Regions from separate parts of the Mus musculus genome. Here regions 1 and 2 are each linked to region 3. A link is a contact called in public HiChIP or PLAC-seq data. All regions are on one chromosome and are shown on one strand. The core of a region is the stretch at or near the end of the contact, and the rest is flanking DNA. Distances in the headings are between cores, read along the strand shown.

Region 1 (2,700 bases), core at 184-2,683, 420 kb after region 3:
ATTTCTGTCTGCAGTCTCTTAGAGCATTGCCTTTGATACATATCCCGTTCTGGTTCGATGCTTATTGTATGCTACTGATGAAATGGTTTCTCCCTTCTCTACCTTTGTAGAAAGGTTCTCTGGGTTGGGAGAAGATTTCGTATGTTGCTGTGTTTTCTAAATAATCGGCATCAACTTCCTCTTTTCCCAGAAGCACATCGCCCTCCTGGACTGAAGGTCCCCTGGCAGAAGATAAATGTCCCTCCTAAAACTCTTCACCAGCCTGTCATACAAGCTGGTTGGGAGTCAAACCATTAGGAGGTGGGGGTTAGGGGAAGGAAGTTAAGGTGTTTGGGGGATGGCCTTCCAGGGACTGTTAGATTACTGCCTTGCTCCTTCCTCTGTCCCCTGGGTGTCATGAGGTAAATAGCCTCTTGGACCCTGCATTTCAACTACAATAAGCTATATTGTCCATGGGCTGGAGGCAACCTAGGATAGATGAACAGCAACACAAACAAACAAAACCTTTCTGTCTTTTAAGATGATTATCTCTGGTGTCTTGTCACAGTGACAGAAAGCTGGCTAACACGTGGTCTTGTACCAGGGGCTACTTGAAGCTGACAGTTAAGGAACTCCTGGAAGTTTATTTATATATATCTATATATATATATATATATATATATATATACCCTTCCTACTCTGATTAGCAGCCACTGGACCTGAGGACTGAAGCCTAGGGAGGGCACAGTTGTATTCAGTTTCCCCTCCTGGCCCAGTGCAGTACATGGGTGATCACAGGTACTGAACGTTCATCTTGATATCACAAGTGAGTGAACCCAGGATTACTCAGAGAAATACTCAGAGGGGTGGCCACGGGAAGTTGGGGCTTGGAGGGTTACCAGAGCCACCAAGGGGCTTGGCAATTTCCCTTCTGGGGCCTTTTCTTTCCTGTGTGCCTTGCTAAGATCCTTTTCAGCATATTGATAGCACCTGGCTTCTGTAAGAAGGCATGGATCCCCTGCCCTGAGCAGTTCCCCAATCCCCCAGAAGCCTTCGGGGGCTGCAGGACTACAGCTTCTACAGCTGGGCTATTACTTCTGGGGAGTAGCTGAGGCAGGGTTGGGAGGGGCCTATGACCTGACATGAAGCCAGAAGCCTAACATGACTGTCTTCCCAGAGCCAATTTATACAGCTCAGCTGTTCATTTAAAGCAAGATAGAGAGAGAAAACAAATGGGGATTGCACAATGCAGAGTCAAGATTTCACCCTGGCATCTGAGTTAGTCTAGGAGGGGACAGACATGTTCATGTTCATCCTTGGGGCTGTGTTCTGCCCTGCCCTCCATGCCCCACTCCCTAAAGGGCAAACAGGGGAAGTTCTACAGGGCCACCTTCGAGGCAGGCAGGGCACGGGTGTCCTCCCCCTTTTATGGGCAAGATTCAAAGAGGCTCAGTGATGAGCTCATAATTTTCCATTGCACATGCATGCACACACATGCTCACGGCACCCTAGCTAAGCCAGGCTGGCTGTCCCCTGCCCTGTGTACTGTTCAGGCTCCTCTTTGACTCTCAAGAGGCCAGGCAAATGATGGGAATGTGAGTGGAGATAAGATGGGTGCATCACCCCCAGTCTCAGGTGTCCTCTCCCTGGGTCTGTGCTCATTGCAAGGTGCTGTGCTCTTGTCCCTGATGGAAAACTCACCCCTGTCATCTCTAGCTGTGGGCTCTTTAATTCCACCTCTCCTTAGGCAAGCGGCTCTCCTGGGTGACTGACTACCCTTCTTGACCTGTCCTTGGTACGTCCAGGGTCTGGCTAGGTAACATCCTAGGAGCTTCTCCCGGCCATCGAGATGTACTCTTGGGCCAGCTTTTGTGGTAAAATCCTGCAAGGCAAGGGGATTAGAAATTTAAGGTGATTCTTGGTTACCAATTGAGTCTGAGTTTGATACTAACCTGGGCTATATAAGACCATGTCTCAGAGAGGAGTGGGGTGACAACAAGCCTTAACTACCCTGTCCACCACTACCTTCCAGGACTGTTTGCAGTAAGGGGTGGACGCAACCGCATGCACAATAACTACTCCTGTTGATCAGCCTCCATGGCCCCACAAAGGCATTCTGTTCCTGAGATGCAGTCCCTGGGTCAGAGCCAAGCCCAGTGCCTCTTACAGATACCCTTGGCTAATTCTACTGCTGTGCTATTGCTAAAGCTTCAGTGAGGTAGTCTCCTCAGACCTACAAGGAGCCCATGGGGTGGGAAACTGGAAACTAGAGGCCTTGGGGACGGGGGAGGGGGAGTCTGAAAAAGAGGCAAAAAAAAATCGGTACATGAATTTCATTTGTGAAGTCACCAATCCCCATATTTTGTGTCCTATTATGAAAGTGTCAAGACAGAGGTCCAGGGGAGCTGACCTGACAGAGACCCTAACACCAACAGGTAACACAGTCCGTACGCTGTCTCCTTGCTAGGGTGTGGGAAAGGAACACTCGATCAGATGTGAGGCACCTGATCCACAGGACGGAAAGGAATAGCCCTGGTCTGTGGTGTTTGCACACAGCAATTTCCCAACTGCAGTGCGCCGGTAAAGAAGTCAGCCAGAACTCTGCCCGCTTGAGTTGACTCTGCGAAACAGAAGCAGATTAACAGAGCTCAGGTAGCCACCATTAGTTCCCAGCTCCGGGAAAGAGGCTGTGGCAGGGGTCCTGGGAAACACAGCCCTAAC
Region 2 (2,700 bases), core at 114-2,613, 440 kb after region 3:
TATCATGTAATAAGTGTAAACTTTCTCCATAATGGTGGGTGAAGACATTCACATTATCCTCAGAGTTGCATCTAAAACAGCCTCTTTTGATTGAAATGACACTCAATCTACACAGAACTGGGGTGTCTGGCTTCTTAAGATTGTACCACAACCACTGGGATCATGAGCAATGTGGAAATTAGGAGGAAGGTGTAGAACCTTCCGGCGAGAGATTTCTTCTTGTGTCCTCCAGCAGTTTCTGTCACAGGGGCTTGCCCAGGACACTTGACCTGGATAATCAGACACTCTGGTGGGTGAGACCCTGCCAGCCATTTTCAACAAATTCTCTCATCCAAGCTCAGAGACTACTGCAGAAGCAGGGCTGGAAAGATCATGAAAACTAGAGACAATGAAATTCTGTAAAGAGTGTTTGTTGGACCTGTCCGGGCCATTGCGCCCATGAACCCAATGGTACATCCACCAAACCAAGCAAGGCAAAATACCAGCATGGGTGGATTAGGGCTGCACGAATCCTACCACTCACTGAGGGGCTATTCGCAATTGATAGCTACTGGGAAAGGAAATCCATTTTCCTCAGGAATGTAGCCCTCGAAAGACCACTCAAACTCCAACAGACTGAACTACACTCATGCGCCCACAGGTAGCACCAAGTGGACGTACTGCTTTTAAAACAAGTAGAAGATGGGAGTTGAGGCAGGCGATACAAGAGGAATTAGAAGTAAGGAAATAGGGGATATGTTTCATTAAAATGTAGTATATATTCATATACAAAATTCTCAGTCAAAAAGGCATATCCAAAAAAAAAAAGAAAAGAAAAAGAAAAAAAATGAAACAAGTAAAAAGAATAAAAATAAAAAGAATAAAAGATTATTCCCTTCTTGGGAATGTGATCCGTGTCCCAGGTTGGAAATCCTAGTGTTTTTAACTAGGCGTGACTCTAAGCGTCACTTAGCTGGCTTCTCCCTGATCTCCACGCTAAGCTCTCGTATGCTTCCTTGCGGTCTGGACATACTGTCCTTTTAATTCCATATACACATCAGCTGCCTTTTGGAATCGGAGATCAGATCCCCGTCCATGGTAACTTGGAAGATCTGAGCATTACAGAGTGATCCAATTATAGCTTGTAATTATGGTGGCTTGTACAAAGTGCAGCAATTCACAAATCTTCCCTGAACGGACAAAACTCCCTTTGTTTCTACTGCAATGATGAGACTTCATGCTGCTCTGTGTCAGTTACACACGACTATGATAGCAGCTGCCCTTAAGTGGAGCTGGGCAAATGTCATCTAAGACCAGGAGTCAGTTCTATAGAATGGGCAGCCATGACTCAGCAGATTCCAGAAGGACCAGGCTCTTGTGTTACTACCGATTCGTGGCAGTGATGGCTCCTGGCCATCTCTCCAGCATGCACAGTGAGCTCTCTTGAGTGAGGTCCAGTAAGAGCTGAAAATAGGGTTGCACTTCAAAATAGCCAGGGAGACTCAGGTGACAGCCACACCTTTTCCAACAGTCTAGAGTGACTTACTTGTGAAGGATCCTGGGAATCTGTTACCCAGTGACTGGGACATATGCGACTGTGCTGAGGATAATAAATTACACAGCCACCATTAAGTTTCTCAGTTCCTTCCATGACAGGTCTTTGCCCCATTCTTTTAAGATTACACAACGGCAGAAACCAGAATGCAATGGGGGAGTGGGTTTTTCCCACAGCTATAAGTCTCTGAGAACTTTCCAGCTTGGCGGGCCCCTCGTTGATGCCACCAGTGAGTCAGAGGCCCCAGATAAACACCTCTGCTGTACATGAAAGTTTTCTGTCTGAAACCCACCTGTGTAGGGGAACAGCAGCAGCCACTGGCTGCATATATGTGTGTGTGTGTGTGTGTGTGTGTGTGTATGGCTTGCAACTTCATGTGCCTTCCTTGCAGCCTTTAGAAAAAGAAACCCCTGCAGCACAGTCCTGGACCCCACAGCAGAGAGTCCTGGGCTGTCCGTGAGAAGAAGGATTTCTTAGCTTTCACCCACAGCCAGCTCACTGCCTTGAGGTTTGCAAATTATGGCCTCCTCCTTTAGCTTTCTCACAGAACCATTTTAATAGAGCCAGAGAACAAAAGCTTTGCAAACTCCTGTGTGTGTGTGTGTGTGTGTGTGTGTGTGTGTGTGTGTGTGTGTGTGTCTGTCTGTCTGTCTGTCTGTCTGTCTGTGATTGTGTAAAACCCAGCCTAGGTAACAGTGCAGTGGTTCTCAGATTCAGTTCTAACGCTGTGACCCTTTAATACAGTGATCCCCCAACCATCAAGTTATTCCAGTGCTACTTTAGTTTTGAATGCTATGAACCATAATGTTAAAATTTTGACAAACAGGATATCTGATATGTGACCCCCCCATGAAAGGCTGTTCAACCTGCAAAGGGGTTGAGACCCACACAGGTTGAGAACTGCTGTTCTAGTGGGATTTTTGTCTTGGTTATCCTGTTGACATGACTTTAGTTCTATCTATCTATCTATCTATCTATCTATCTATCTATCTATCTATCTATCCATCCATCCATCCATCCATCCATCCATCCATCCACACACAGTAATATACACTGAGATGTAGAAAAATCCAGCCCATGGAGATTAGAAGACCATGTCTCAACTCAGGCCCCCCATTCCAGAATGATCTCTAGGGGGACTATTTAAGAAGCAGTAAGATGTGGAC
Region 3 (2,700 bases), core at 186-2,685:
GATTGGCATAATACTACATTTTCTCACTCCCTGAAGCCTTGTTCTTTATCTTGTAGTTCAACATAGAGGAAATCGGCCAGGTTTAGGGAGGGTAACAGACTGTCATGTGCTAAAAAGCAGTGACTAAGTGGCCATGCATAGCAGAGCTACTTGGCCCTGAAAAGAGCTCAGATTCCCATTGGCAGCATCTTCTTCTTAAAACTCCTCTTGTCATATCACGTTGGTTTCCACCTCTGCAATTCTCAGTTCTTAAGATTCAGCAAATCTTAACAGAGTGCTTGCTGTGCGTGGAAACCCCTTAGGAACCTAAACCAGGCAACACTCTGCACTCCCTGTCAAAGAGCAAGCTCAAAGGCTAGCAGGAAATTGAGATCAAGAAAGTCAAAATCTAAGACACCCCCCCACACCTTCCCTGTCACCCCTGGCCTTGAATCAATGCCACTCTGATTATAATGGCCCCTCTGGCTGAGTGCTGTTCAGGTTTAAGAAGCCCAGCTTAACAGCTGATTGCTCCGTTGTAGAGCACTTGCCTAACACGAACATAATCTTGGTTTCCATCAGCAGCAACCTAAAGCAAGATGAAAGAAAACAGGAAAGAGAGAGAGAAAGAGAGAGATTAATCAGGAAGGAAAGAGGAAGAAAGAAGGGAGAGGAGGAGGGAGGGAAGAAAGGAAGAATGAAAACAGAAAGACCTATTTTCTTCTCTCTGGCTCCAATAAAAGTGTTTTGTGCACCATTTCTTCACCTCCACTGGAGAAAACTCTCTTCTGTGTGACTTTCCTTCTTAGCTGGTTTTCTTTCCTTTTCAAAAGATGTTAGGTTTTAAGATTCTGTGTGCATGCAAGCATGTGTATGTACGTATGTATGTGCATGTAAGTATCAGTGCTGTGCACCAGAAGAGGCCCTGGTGCCCAGAGCTGGGTTCTAGGTGTTTAGGAGCCACCCTACATGGGTGCTGCAAACTGAACTCAGGTCTTCTGCAAGAGAAGCACATTTTCTTATTCATGAAACTCTCTCTCTCCTGCTTCTAATGCTCTCAAAAACGCTGGTCCATAAAATGTGACACAGGCATCGGGTTCTTCTTCTATTTGAACTAAAGATGTTCAAAGCACCCTCTTCCATGTGGAAGCTCCACTACACTCAAAGCCACTGTCAAAGTTTCATCCTTATCATCGGGTTGTGCTCCTATAAAATGTCGGTCTCTCAGGGTTAGCTGGACGATATGTCACTGTGTTGTGAGTTGTAGCATTTTTCACTCACTCTAGAAAGATCCAGTTGCAACATACATATTATAATTCTCTCCCTTAAAATATCACATCTACTGCACTGTTTAAAAAAACCAAGTTCTACCACATATTTCTGACACTCAGACGTTTCTGTGTCTAGTAAACAACTATGACCTCATTTTGTGAAAAACCACAGGAGCAAAAAAGAGGCTTTGCTGTGAAATCTCACTTCTCTTTCTTTAAGATGTGCTGATAAGGATCAGGGCTCGCTCTAGAATAAAGACAGATTTCTAAAAGAAATCTGCTACATCTCACAACACAGCGACATATCACCCAGCTAACCCTGAGAGACCAAAGTTTTATAGGTCAATGTCAAGTCTTTATAAAGAATGTTTACCTACACATGTATGCATGAGCCTAATGTGCATACATATGTATGTGCATGCTCTCTCTCTCTCTCTCTCTCTCTCCCTCCCTCCCTCCCTCCCTCGCTGTCTCCCTCTCTCCCTCTCTCCCTCTCTCCCTCTCCCTCTGACTTTGGCTATTAGCTTGTGGCTGGGTAGCAACTATATCTTTTCCCCAGTAACTTTGCCTCTTGTTTCTCAGAAACGTCCAAAATCTAGGCTAGGGTGTATTCCCCTAAGCTCTCTCCTTTCTCCCTTTCTCTGAAATCTGAGCAGGACATGTGGGAGGGAGCCCCTGTTGCTCTTGCCTCAGGTGCCATATCATCTGAAGTCCTCACTACCAAACCCACCTGAATTTCCTCTCTGCTAATCATTAACAAGAGTCCCTGCAAAGGAAATCTCATTAATCATTTAGTTTTATATATATATACATACACATACATATATACATATATGTATACATATATATATATACATGTGTATATATACATATATATGTGTATGTATATATATATATGTATACATATATATATGTATATATATATACACTACATACATACATACATACATACATATAAATTTAGAGTGACTGGCTTAATATTTCTACAATGAAACATTTGTTTCCTGTTGAAGAGAGAACAGGGAAGAAAAAAATGCATGGATTATCATGAGCTTACAAATGTGTATTTGATTTTCTGAGTCAAGGTCAAGAGTCTCAGGAAATACGTTAAAACAAATTGGCTCACTCACCCGACTTGAGAAATGTACGTTCCCTCATCCTCCATCTCAACTGGCCAGAATTCCAAGGTGTGATCATGAAAAGTGACTCTGGGCGAGCTTCTGTTGTTCAGCTCTCTATACTCATGTGAAGCACTGCCTTTGAACCATCTCATGGTGGCTGTTTCATTCCTGTGCACTGGTGCAGATATGCCACATGGCTTCAGATAAAAAGGTTCTCCCTCTACCACATGAATTTGTGATCGGTGAATACAACTTTCTACAGCAGATTGCAAGAGGAAAGGGAGATAAAACAGGACAAGGGTGATTTTTCCCTGATCCCCCTCCATGAG

What was found. HiChIP or PLAC-seq counts read pairs in DNA pulled down with a chosen protein or histone mark.
Region 1: a contact with region 3 is called in an H3K27ac HiChIP or PLAC-seq map of thymic regulatory T cells, with 4 times the contacts expected there. The contact joins two enhancer-like sites. A contact is called at or near these places in 2 of 39 promoter capture datasets (embryonic stem cells and frontonasal cranial neural crest), 1 of 484 Hi-C or Micro-C datasets (Th1 cells), 3 of 115 datasets of contacts at active chromatin or transcription factors (effector CD8 T cells, regulatory T cell precursor and thymic regulatory T cells) and 3 of 9 other capture datasets (adipose tissue, embryonic stem cells and macrophages).
Region 2: a contact with region 3 is called in an H3K27ac HiChIP or PLAC-seq map of regulatory T cell precursor, with 8 times the contacts expected there. The contact joins two enhancer-like sites. A contact is called at or near these places in 2 of 39 promoter capture datasets (frontonasal cranial neural crest and liver), 1 of 15 datasets of contacts at CTCF or cohesin (the NIH/3T3 cell line), 3 of 115 datasets of contacts at active chromatin or transcription factors (Th17 cells, effector CD8 T cells and regulatory T cell precursor) and 1 of 9 other capture datasets (macrophages).

The regions. Positions count from the first base shown.
Region 1 is chr1:40,058,029-40,060,728 of GRCm38.p6, reverse strand. No RefSeq gene overlaps it. Among named protein-coding and RNA genes, the nearest start is that of Il1r2, 25 kb to the left of the region's middle. Within about 2 kb of position 1,433, at least 48 of the 459 cell types and tissues checked have an H3K27ac peak or open chromatin away from gene starts, as enhancers often do. A contact at or near this core is called in Th1 cells, regulatory T cell precursor and thymic regulatory T cells, where this site is marked.
Region 2 is chr1:40,032,579-40,035,278 of GRCm38.p6, reverse strand. No RefSeq gene overlaps it. Among named protein-coding and RNA genes, the nearest start is that of Il1r2, 51 kb to the left of the region's middle. Within about 2 kb of position 1,363, at least 29 of the 459 cell types and tissues checked have an H3K27ac peak or open chromatin away from gene starts, as enhancers often do. A contact at or near this core is called in Th17 cells and regulatory T cell precursor, where this site is marked.
Region 3 is chr1:40,474,621-40,477,320 of GRCm38.p6, reverse strand. It overlaps Il18r1 (interleukin 18 receptor 1), which reads right to left. Exons shown (of 11, transcript NM_008365.2): 3 at 2,381-2,627. Among named protein-coding and RNA genes, the nearest start is that of Il18r1, 10 kb to the right of the region's middle. Within about 2 kb of position 1,435, at least 49 of the 459 cell types and tissues checked have an H3K27ac peak or open chromatin away from gene starts, as enhancers often do. A contact at or near this core is called in Th1 cells, Th17 cells, regulatory T cell precursor and 1 more, where this site is marked.